2 separate regions of the Ovis aries genome follow, and region 1 is linked to region 2. Evidence: chromatin contacts called from public Hi-C data. All regions are on one chromosome and are shown on one strand. Each heading gives the region's core, a stretch centred on a gene start, on an enhancer-like site or on the middle of the called end of the contact. The rest is flanking DNA. Distances are from core to core; before and after follow the strand shown.

Region 1 (6,008 bases), core at 484-2,983, 380 kb after region 2:
GGCGCGGTTAGTCGCCCCAGCGCAGCGAGGGAAAGCCATTCGAGGCGGCCTCTTGAGAGGAAGGCCCCTCCATCCAGGGCTGGGGGCGGCCAGGGCCCTGGGCTGCAGTCGGGGTTCCAGGGCCGCGCAGAGCGGGGAGGGCCACTAGGCTGGGCTTCCGCTAGGACCCCTAAGTCCTCTGGGGGGTCCTCGCACTCCCGCCCGCCCCCCCGCCCGGTGCGGACCCCCGGGCCGCTCTTACCTTCTTGTGATAGAGCCGAGCGGGAGCTGAGAGCTCCCGGGCGGGCAGGCGCGGGGGCCGGAGCAACAGGGCCGACGCCGCCCGCCTCAGACGGCCCGCTCCAGCCGCCGCCATCTTGAGGGCTTGCGCCTGCGCAGGTGGAGCGCGCGGCCGAGGGGAGGGGCGCGTGCGCGAGTCGGCTCCCTGCTGGGAGCGCGCACCCTCTAAAGTACCGGCGACCTTGCGCCTGCGCCCTCCCGCTGCGTTCACGTGTCCCCGTTTTGTTCCCGCGGCGCGGAGCCTAAAGGTTTGAAATCGTTCGAGGGCTGGTCCACCGAGCTGGGTTCTGAATCTTGAGGATCCTTGAGCAGGAAATCAGGACCCAGCTTTGCGTTGACAAAGCCCCACCGCCTATTTCGGCGCAGAGGCTCAACCAGTCCACCCTTCTTGGCTCTATTTTGCAGCTTAGGAATTTGAGGATCAGAACGGTTTAGTAACTTGCCCTAGGTTGCCCAGAGGGGCCCAGTTGGGATTCTGACTTGAACAGTCCTGAGTTAGAATCCCATTTCTGCTCCTAACTGGCTGTGTGCTGCTAAGTGAAACATAGTGTCATTGTAAACCTCGATCTTTTTTGTACTAATTCAAGGACAGTTCTTCATCCATTGAGCAAATCTTGTGTTGAGTATCTACTTTTTGTCAGGGTGCTTTGGGAAAACAACCCAAGACGACACAATTAAGCTTGCTACTGAGGGAGCAAGGCAATAAATAGACCCACCAAGGCTTTTCTACCACTAAAGTGAGAAGCTTAACTAAAGGAAAGAATACTTTGCTCTGATTTTAAAAATTGTATATGTTTATGTCTCTATTAAAAAGCAAACTGGCACAGATTAAATCACAAGATATAGCAATGAAGAGATTCTAAGTAAATATTTATTAATGTAATTTATTGATACTGGTTTGCAGAATATGATCCTATAAAATCAAAACTCACGTGTATTTAAGTGCTAGGCGCCAGGCATTAGATAAAGAGAAGGAATCTCTGGGAAATGAGTTATTCTCATGAATGGTGCAATCGATCCTTCCCTGAGGACTTAAGACTTTTTTGCGCGTTTGAGGCTCAGTTGCTGGGGAGACTGACTCACGCGCCAGGTCAGACTAGGTGGTAAGATATTTATTCCAAGAATCATTTTTGACCTTCTCAAGATGGCGCCAAACCCTTAACTACAACCATCACGCTCACTCAGTGGCTGCCTCTATGGCTTCCACTTCCTGCCTAAGGACCCAACTGCTGTCCGACGTTGTGCCGAAACGCATGCCCTGTTGGTGAGCTTTTTTATTCGAACAAGAGCTACTGAAAGTATATAAAATAACATGAATCTCGTGTATTTCGAGATTTCCATGTCATCCGAGGCGCATAGTTTCTCTTCAGGTGGCAGACGGGCGGGATTTTGACCAGGCGCGCGCCGCGGGCAGCTCCAACTACTGCGGGTCTTTGGCGGCCAAGTGAGGACCCGGGAGTCTCTGGAAGTCCAAGATGGCGACGGCGGCCGCAGCATCGGCTTCTGAAGCGGAGGCTGAGCCCAAGGCCGGGCCCGAGGCCGAAGGAGAGGAGGATGAGGCTAAGGCGGCTCGGGCGAGGAGGAAGGTGTTATCGCGGGCCGTGGCCGCCGCGACGTACAAGACCATGGGGCCAGAGTGGGACCAGCAGGAGGAAGGCGTGAGTGAGAGCGATGGAGATGAGGAGTACGCCATGGCTTCCTCAGCCGAGAGCTCCCCTGGGGAGTACGAGTGGGGGTACGACGAAGAGGAGAAGAATCAGCTGGAGATAGAGCGGCTGGAGGAGCAGGTGGGCGCGGGCGTGGGCGGCGGCGGCGGGCTCTCTCCCTCGGGTTCCCAGGCCCCGGCCCACCTCCGTGGTCCTCGGAAGTAATATAAAGCGCCAAAGCCTCCAAATCGCAGTGTCCCAGCGCGTCTCCGGTCCTCGGAGCGCTTACTGCTCGCCAGGTGCTTCGCAAGTGTTATCCTATTGAACCCTCGCCAGAACCCGGCGAGGGAATTGCTGTATTTCCCGTTTTGTGGGAGGACCCTGAGGCTCCCGGTGGAGGGAATTCTCTTGTCACCATTACACTTAGTGCAAGTGGCGAGTCAGGCTTTGAACTTTGAATCGACTCCGCAACTCCCGCTCTTAGCCATACGGGTCAACTGTGTCCAGGCCTAGAAATAAGATTATTTTCCTCCAAGAAGAGTAGTTTGCTTGTAGGAATGACGAAGATAAGGAGCTCTGGCGTGGTAGGGAAAATAGTGACCGTGACGGTGATAATAGAAACGGAATAGCGTCTGGAGGCTAAGGCCCCAGTTCTAGCTCTTCCACACCCGTGTGTGCTGGGGCCAATATTATAACGTCTCTCATCCTCCACTCTGTAAACTGGGACAAACGGTTCCCGCCCAGAGAATTGTCCTAACGGTAATCAGGGCTCGGGGCCTGGCAATAGTAGCTATGTGATTTCTAATCTGTAACTTTAGAAGGTACAGGTGTTGGTGTCTCCTATGTAATCTAGGATCCCAGCAGGAAGTAGGTGGCACATTCAAGTTAGGAGAGTTTGGAATAAAGGTCCATAAAGAGACTGGGCCTCCCAGGTGGCTCAGTGGTGAAGAATCCGCCTGACAGTGCAGGAGAGATGGATCCAATCCTTGGGTCAGGAGGATCCTCTGGAGAAGGAAATGGCAACCCACTCCAGGATTCTTGGCTGAGCAATCCCATGGACAGAGGAGCCCGCCAGACTACTGTCCGTGGGGTCACAAAGAGTCGGACAAGACTGGGCACAGCACAGCAATGGAGAGACTGTTGAGTCTGGGGCAGGGAAGTCAGGAGCAAAGGTTTGGTTTCCCAGGGCTAGTAGTAGCAGGACCTTTAGGTGTCCACTTTAGTCCTGTAGAGGTGATGGAGTGACTGGTTTTCTAGATAGTTTGTGGAGAGGATCCCTGAGAGGAGTTGAGATGTTTGTTCCAGGGAGGTAGCCCCCGTTTCCCATCAGGAAGGAGGGTGGGCAAGAAGTACCCTGACCTACTTCAGTGCCTCGCTTCCACATGGCCTGTTGGGCAAATCCTGCTGGAACCCCGAGACCCAGAGACCCCATGGATGTGGTCCACATGGTGGGTCTCAGGACAGGGAGGGGAGAGAGTGGAGTAGTCTTGGAGGGGAAGAGATGGAGCTCCCATCTCATTTTACGGACGAGGACACAGAGTCTCAAAAGGACTGATGAAGTGTTTTGGTCAGAGTCAGGCCTAAGGGCATTTGAACTTTTCCAGGTTGTCTGTAGACCGAATGCCACAGTGGGTGTGAAATCAGTTAGTGATGTGGGGTTGGTAGCCTGGGTTTCTCAGTTAACTTGGCTGGGTGTGAGATTCCTTATAATGTCCTCTCTGGTGGTGACGTTCCTGCTAAGTTGTGAAATAGTTGTATCTTCTTTCGGTATATCTGTCTCATTTGTCATCCCGTCTGAACCAGCCAGGGGTAGGCCGGTGGTTACCCTTCCTGCCTTCTATAAACAAGCCTGCCGCAGTCCATTCATTCTCTTACTCATTTGGCAGTTGCAGTGTAATGTCAGGTGGCAGGCCGCCTGTGACCCTGTCCTGGTGGCAGTCTGTCTCTCTGGCCTTTGGCCTTTCAGTGAGCCCTTATCTTGCTTAGTTGGGGAAATAGAATTACCTGTTGAGGGGAAGGGGAGGCTCGGAAGCAGAGCGATTAAACCCTCAGTGAGGGTATTTTGCTTACTAAAGTGGAGGACGGGTCTGGGCAGAGGTGTCCTGGCCACTGGTGGTGTGTACTTGCCAACCCTACCTCAGGCCACCGCACAGGATGGGATCCGGCAGGTGATGGTGAACTGAAGAGCCTTTGGCTTTATCTTCTTCCTGGGGTCCAGAAATGGACTTTTCCAGTTTTCCCAAAACTCCCTCCCATGTCCTCTTAATCCCGGCCTCTAGTTCTTGCTGTAACGACTCTCCTGGTGGAGTGTGATGGTCAGTAACTTCCAGAGAGGCCCGCGAAGTGCTCGGCCTTGTCGTGTTTGAATTCCACTTCTGACCCCAAGTGTTTTTATGAAAGCTCACAGTCAGCTGTGAAATCTGTCCAGATAACAGAAGCGGAGATGTCCCGCTGTGTGTGTGGTCGTGGCTGAAACTAGGAGCGGCACCTCGTGGTCCCTTCCCGTGATTGGGCCGAGTGTGGTCCCACCAGGCGCCTCTGTCACCTCTCCGTGCAGGTCGTGCTGTCAGGGCGAGAGGAAACCTGTTGCAGAGCACTTGCACGATGGCTAGGCCGCCTCTTTCCCTGAAGCGTCCTTTGTCCGTGGCGATGTTCTGAGACCGGACTAGATCGGCACGTGTGCGCGTTTGTCAGCTCTGGTTGAACTCTCTGGACGGCCTCTGCGATGCATGTCCTTGTGTATTAAAGAGTGCCTCTCTATACACAGTGTCTTCATCATTTGGGCCTGAAAATCAGAAATGTAGACCGAAAACCATCCTAGAGTCATGTCTTCAGTGGGTTTTGTACATTTCAGTCCTTACCTCCCTGTGGTGGTCACAGGAGGGCTTGCGTAGATGCTGCTCCCAGGACTCGCCGCCGCTTCGTGCTCAGGGAACACATAGAGACCCGGGGGAGTGGGAGTGCTGGGGTGACCTGGGGAGCCATGCCTGCGCCTCCCACCATCTTCTCTTCTTTCACTGTTGTTACTTGTTGACGCACTTGAATGTTGATTTTGAGACATCGCTGTGTCACGGGAGCCCACTTGAGATCCAGAGGTGCACTTTAGTGCCTTCCAGGACAGGTAGGGAAACAACTGGTGGGCGTTAGAACACTTGTGTCCTGACCGGATTCTGACCTTTTTCAGCCCATCACGTAATCATGGGGCCGGTTCAGCCTGTCAAGTTTTATCAATCATGAGCAGGAGGCGGTTGCTTAAAGATTTTTAAAAAATTCTGGGTCGTGGGCTTCTGTGTTATTGGTTCTTTATTATCTGTTTGCACGTAGTTTATCTGTTTGCTTGTGCCGGGTCTTAGTTGCAGCACACCGGATCCGTGGGATCTTTTGTTTTAGTTCCCGCATGTGAGGTCCAGTTCCTGACCAGGGATTGAACCTGGGCCCCCTGCACTGGGAGCCAGGAGTCTTAGCCACCAAGTCCCTATTTACGTGTAATTCGGTGTATACAGAGCAGTTCACGTCTGTAAATTGTGAAGGGTGGTAAAGAGATGCACACCCTTGCTCTGCCGCTCACTCTCAGAGTGGGGGCTTCGTCACTGGTGCTGCCTGTCCAGATGGTTTCTCCCGTTCCAACGGCCCTGCTTCGATGCTCACCGCTGCCCCACAGCCCCAAACCCAGGTGACTGCTTTCTTGAACCTCATGGACTTCTGCTTCCTTCTCTTCTAAAATGTATAATTTTATCCACTAAGTTTGCAGCCCTGAGCAGATACTTTTGTTTGTTTTTGAGCTTTTACAAAAGCGTATCCTGCAGTATGTAATCTGGGAGTGCTCTCCGCTCAGAAGTGTTTCTGAGGTTCCGCCATGTTCCTTCGAGTTATCCATTTTGACTGCTGTGTATTCAGTACCCCAGGGTGTGAGTAGCACACAGCTTATCAGTTGTTGTGGCGTTTGAGTTGCCTGCAGTTTTTCCCCTAATACAGACTAGCTACAATGAACATTGTTACTGATAAACTGCCACTCTTGAAGCTGTGTAAGAGTCAGTATTGTTCAAACTGGGCTCATGGTCATGGGTCATGAATTTGTTTCGG
Region 2 (5,767 bases), core at 2,094-4,593:
TGAAATAAAACGAGGTCGGCCTGTCCTCTTAAGGGATGGCCCCTGAGGAAACTGAGGTCATTGTCAAGGTCAGTGTTAGCATACTACTAGGCCTTTTGATGGATGCCCACCCACCTCTCTTCATACCCGCACCCCTGTCCTGTTCCTTAACATCTTCCTCCATGGCTGAAGTACACTGTATCCTTAAGAACCCAGACTGGACCCGGCCACTTTTATGGACCTCTCTTGTCCCCCTGGTTGGTATCCACGTGGGCCCCAGCATATTCTTGAAGAAACGTATCCAGGACCAAAGCTTTCCCGTTCTGGTCCTAGATAAGGGCCTAGGCGGAGCCAGGTAACATCCCTGCCCTCCATACGCTCATGGGCAAAGAAGCCCCCAGGTTATCTGATTCTCAGAAGTCTCATGCTCTTTACTTATTCTTTCTTTACAGTATTGCTTGCTGATATTCAAAACAGCACATACTTTGAACAAGGGGCAACCCAGCACTGAATTTAATAGGACTTAAGGGTTCTTTTTTCAAACTCTATAAACAAGGAGGTAAGTTAAAAGTACTTGCTCTAAAATGAAAATTGAGACATTTGCTAAGTTCTAGGAGTGGCAACCTTATCATGATGGCTTCCTCAACAATTTTGCTTCTCTTTGATTTAAGACACTTACTAAGTCATGGGATTCCCACCCTCAGCTTATAAAATCAGTAAGGAAAAAGGAGAACAAAAACTAGAACACCTCCACTGCAAGCAGATACTGAAGGTTTAGAGGAAATCCACATCACAAAGGTGGCAGGGGACAGGCTTCCTTCCGGGAGGTGCCAGAGACGGCTCTAGCTGGTTTTCAAAAGACAAAAGTGAGGAGAGTCACCAACCGGTCCCACTCCAAACCAGGAGAATGGGAGGTGGAGGTGAGGCTGGGAAGCAGCTGTGTGTTCTCCTGTGAACTCGCCATGAACTATGCGAAGGCACCATCAAGCTTCTGGACAGGAGTCTGAGGCGACCAGAGCTCCCAGTGCGCAGCCATTGCACACAATGAACTAAAGCAAAGAGATGTCTTTAGCAGACATGTTCAAGCCAGAAGTCAGCGACAAGGCAGTGCAGTCACACAGAAAGAACAGAGATACCAGTCAAGGTGGAGCTGCTGGGAACCAGTCGAAAGACACTTAACTGCTTCCTGCCTCAGTTTTCCCACCACCACAATAATACCTCGCATGGGCATGGGGTCCATTCCAGAATTTTTTAAAAAAAGTCACAGCACATGCACATATGCACAAACTTCTCTTTTTTTGTTGCATAAACGGCACACAGTAAGACAGCCTGCCAAACCTCACAATTTCAGTGTTCTTTCTACATTATGAGTAGTGGTTTAACTCCACTGCCCCGAATTAAGAAATGCCATTTGAATCCCACTCCCGTTTTAGTAATTTTAGTAAAATTCAGCCACAACTTGTACTTACGTCTCTTATGTCACACATCTGGGTCCACGTGAAGACTTGATGAGGGGGAGGATAAACAGGGTAATGTTTTCTTTCTTCTGCAACAAATCCCATAAGCTGACGAGAAGATAAACGAGGTTTACAAACCACATTCTCACAGGAAAGCTAAGAATTCAGTAAGAAAGTTTCAGTTGGAAGAACTATTACCTAAACCTTTTCCAAGTCTTATACCCAAATTCTGCCGGGGAAATCTGAAACAGTCCCCGCACCCCACCGACCTTTCAATACCCTCGGGCTTTCTTTGGGCTGGGTCCAAGTTGATTGGCTCTGCGGCCCTGATTTCCCGCGCGGGTGCAAACCGCTCCCCCTTTTTTACCTTTTTTTTAAACCCAGATTTTTAGTCTGTCGAGTTTGTGGTTTTACTTCACCACTCTTTCCTTGAGAGCAGACTAAGTGACTAAACGGGTTAGTAGAAGCTGTGATAGCTATCACAACATTGTAGAGCAACCACACTCCTATTTTTAAAAAAATTAAAAACCCAGCACAGTCAAAACTAAATAAAAACAAACTTTAAAATATCAAAATAGTAGTGACATTAAAAAAAAATTTTTAGTTACTGTTAAAAACTTTTAAAAGAAGCTATGATATCATCTCACAGCCTTTTAAAAACTTTAAACTGCAGATTGAAAACACCTTGACTGTATTTTACCCCCTGAGCATGAAAAGAACTTTGAAGAAGGGAAAGGAGGAACCACGAAAGCAATCTCGTACAACCGTGGGCTTGGCGCGCTCTATGCGCAAGATGCCCGCAGCCTCCAAGTTTACCTTTATGAAGTATGGCTTCCCGAACTCCCCGCTGAGGTGCTTCTTCCAACTCTCACCAAAACCCACTGGCACGTTACGCGCCGCGAGTCTGAGCAGCGCGGCCGCCTTGTTCCTCTGGATGCGGATCAACTGCTCCGGGCTCAGCGGCGACGAGGGCGGCGTGCCGGGCTCCTCCGGCCCGGCCCGGGGCTTCTTGGCGGGGCTGGCCTGTAGGCAGTCCCCGCAGAGGCGGCTCAGCAGCTGCAGCGGGCCTCTCCCGGGCACGCGCAGCTTCCGCCCCCACCCCAACGGCCCCGGGCAGAGGACCCCCATTCGCGGGAGGTTTTAGGCCCGGGGGCCCTGGGCTGATCCCGATCAGGCACTAGCAGGCCGCGGCCCCCATTTTCGAGTTTAGAACCACAACAACGCGGGAGCAGAAGGGTTTGTGAGGAAGACTCGCGGCGCCTCGCGAGGGGTTGGCTGCGAATGGGGCTCGGGACGCCGACGCCCCGCCCCCTCGGGCCCCGCCACTGGCGTCCCCACGCTGTCTTTTCGCGGCAAAAACCTTCCCCGCCGGGGCCCACCCCTTCCCTCCTCTGATTGGAGGGCGGGCCGGCCCCCTCGCCTCTGATTGGCGGCGTGGGCCCTGAGGCTCGCCCCCATTGGCTGGCCCCTCAGCATGGCCGCCGATGGGGCGCTAAGGCGGCTGTTTTGAACACGTGGAGGCGGCCCCCGTTCACCCAGTCAGCTGCACATTCCCACAACCCCTCGGCCCGGGTCCCTCTCGCGGGGTCCGCCGCCCTCCTCACCCCCCTCACCCTTTTCGGCCTCCCTGAACCCTGGCCCCACGAGAGGTCCCCCCACCCCTAACCGCTCCTCACCGCCACATCCCCGCTCTGAGCTACGGCCGCCACGCCGGTCCCCGGGTCGGCCGGCTCGGGGCTGCAGGCACTTCGCTTCCTGGCGGGGTTCGGGGAGAAAAAGGAGTAGAGCGTCTTCTGGCCGATCATCCCGAAGCCGAGGAAGAAGCCAACGCGCGCCGCCCGGGGTCCCGCGAGTTTGGCGCCAGCCGCGGTGGTCAACAGTTGGCGCCAAGCCGCCCGCGCATGCTCCAAATGGGATTCTGGGCGGGGGGCGGTGGAGGCCCCAGCGCGCATGTGCGGGAGGGGCTGAGACGCGAGAACCCTGGGGCCTAGTGGGGTTTCGAACTGTGTTTGGAAAAGGGCGGAGTTCCTTAGGTCGGTTCGCTCAGCTATTTGACTGTTTTGTTCATTATTCTCAGCCATCGTCCCTCTGCCCTGGGCAAGTCCCTCCACCTTTCAGCCAGTAAAAACTTTAAGTCCCGCCCCATAGGGTTGCTATGGGTGTGAAATTAGCATTCAAATTAACTATACTTCAATTTTTTATTTTAACGGTTTAAAAAAAACAATCACGGAACATCCCCAGTTTGTCCCTCCTGTGGTCTTTACACCTTGCGGGCGCTCTCCCCCTGCCTGGAAAACTTTTGTCTCTACTCGACACCCGTCCTCTGAAGGGTCTTCCCCTGCCCCACTTTCTAGCCGGACACTATTTACAGCTTCATCCAAAATGATCTTATTTAGGGACTTCCCTGGCGGTCCAGTGGTTAGGCCCCTGTGCTTCCAGTGCAGAGCGTACAGGTTCGATCCCTCATCAGGGAAATAGGATTCCACATGGTGCACGCTCCCCTCCAAGTGATCTTATTCTTTCCTTGCTTATTTCTGTCTTCAGCCGTTTTAAATTATTTTTAAAAATAATAACATAAAAGCCACTTTGAAAAACAGTTTGGCAATTTTGTATACAGTAACACATACACTCTCGTCTGTCCTTAGGATTTCCCAGCTAAGAATACTGCAAAGGGTTACCATTTCCTTCTCCAGGGGATCTTCCCCACCCAGGAATCAAACCCGCGTTTTTTATGTCTCCTGCATTGGCAGGAGTGGTTCTTTACCATCTAGCGCCACCTGGGAAGCCCATTTAACACATAGACTTAACATGTGCCCCTGCAATCCCATTCGTAACTATTAACCTGAGTGAAATTAGAATCTGTATTCACAGGAGAGCTTGTACATAAATCGATATAATGACCATATCTGGATTTTCCCCAAACTGGAAACAACCCAAATGCCCCTCAGGTGGCAAGTGGGTGAAGGAACTGTAGACAGAAAATAATCAAAAACCGGCGAGGATGAAAACTGACGTTTGTTTGGAGAACAGCAGCATCGTCTCACACATCCTCTCATTATTTAATCCTCATGGCATGGGTTTTGTAGTTCCTACTGTGCCTAGAAGGCAATTCAAGACCAGAGATGTTAAGGGATTTGTAGGAACCACACAGCTTCAGTGGAGACAAGTGGAAGTTACAAGGGTCTGATTGCAGAATTCGTGCTCCTACCTACGACAATATGCTGGTGGCCCAGCTCCCTGTCGGGACACCACGTTAATCCCCAGGGACAGATGCCATCAACCAGCTGCTCCCAAACCACTGGTGATCCCGCACAGCTGCGAAACAAGTAACGACCCTGCACCACCGTGATGCTTGCAACGCGCCCGGAGGGCCAACAGATGGCGCCCAAAGACCGCCCACGGCTTTGTTTTGCAAATTTGCCTGGATTTTCTCCAGAGCGCCGCTGCAATCTACCCGGAAGCAGTTCTGTGGTCGGGGCGGGTAAATGTTTTCTCTTCCCCGCTGGCCCTTTCTAGAGTGTCTACAGGAATCGGAGTTTAGCGGGTGCTGAGATTTTAAAGAGAACCCTCGGTACCACCACCCCACGCACGTATTACAGTTATTATTCTCTATCAGAATTCGGCGTGCTTATGACCACGTTTAACCGTTGTTAAACATTTAGATTCTGAATCATGTCCATTTAAAGATCTCAATACTTAATCTGTTAATACTTGTGTGGGAGGGCCCGTCAGTTATCCACTCCCGTCCTTTGCAGGGTGGCAGAGGGAGAGAGAGACATGCTTTTCTGGGTGAATTTAGGCAACCCCCACCTCTTACCGTGTCACTTTCCCAGGTATAAAGTGAGGGATTGGATAGTAGTTTCCAGGTTTGCCAATGGCATACGTATTCCGCGGGGGCGGGGAGGGGGGAGTTATTTCTTAAAAATTGCTCTTTTGAGGGGATGGGTGGCAGGCACGTGGGTTTTGCAAGCTAGGCAGCTGATTCTGATACCAACCCGGGTGTGGGAGACCCCTGACCAGATCACCTCTAAGGGATCCTTCCAGCCTTAACCTCCTCTTACTTCCTTTATAGGACTTGGTGTTAAACTTTCAAAATGAAACGGTAAAAACAGGAGGAATGCCCCTGTGGGACCACTTTGCAGAGTAGATTTTGGTGTTTGGGACAGACCCTGGGCAATCTCTCTTGGCCTGGCCACCAGCTTCCAGGTCTTCGTGTTGTGGAGACAAGATGGACAGATTCCTGGTGAAGGCGACTGTCGGGGGCCTTAAGAGAAGGATGGAACAAGAGCAGACTGGAGGAGGCCCAGCAGGGTTGGCAGAAGAGGAGGGAA

Evidence for each region. Hi-C and Micro-C count contacts between places; a contact is called where the count stands out from the background.
Region 1: a Hi-C map of hypothalamus shows a contact between it and region 2, with 2.6 times the contacts expected there. The contact joins the promoter of SART3 here to the promoter of UNG in region 2. A contact is called at or near these places in 8 of 16 Hi-C or Micro-C datasets (blood, hypothalamus, liver and 3 more).

The regions. Positions count from the first base shown.
Region 1 is chr17:64,530,929-64,536,936 of ARS-UI_Ramb_v3.0, forward strand. SART3 (spliceosome associated factor 3, U4/U6 recycling protein) reads left to right here and starts at 1,734. Exons shown (of 19, transcript XM_027956663.2): 1 at 1,734-2,066. The coding sequence starts at 1,755. ISCU (iron-sulfur cluster assembly enzyme) reads right to left here and starts at 366. Exons shown (of 5, transcript XM_027956661.2): 1 at 242-366. The coding sequence starts at 355.
Region 2 is chr17:64,145,221-64,150,987 of ARS-UI_Ramb_v3.0, forward strand. UNG (uracil DNA glycosylase) reads right to left here and starts at 3,344. Exons shown (of 7, transcript XM_027956650.3): 1 at 3,113-3,344; 2 at 2,253-2,459; 3 at 1,449-1,544. The coding sequence starts at 3,241. It overlaps ALKBH2 (alkB homolog 2, alpha-ketoglutarate dependent dioxygenase), which reads left to right and starts at 4,945. Exons shown (of 4, transcript XM_012097948.4): 1 at 4,945-5,026; 2 at 5,509-5,767. The coding sequence starts at 5,665.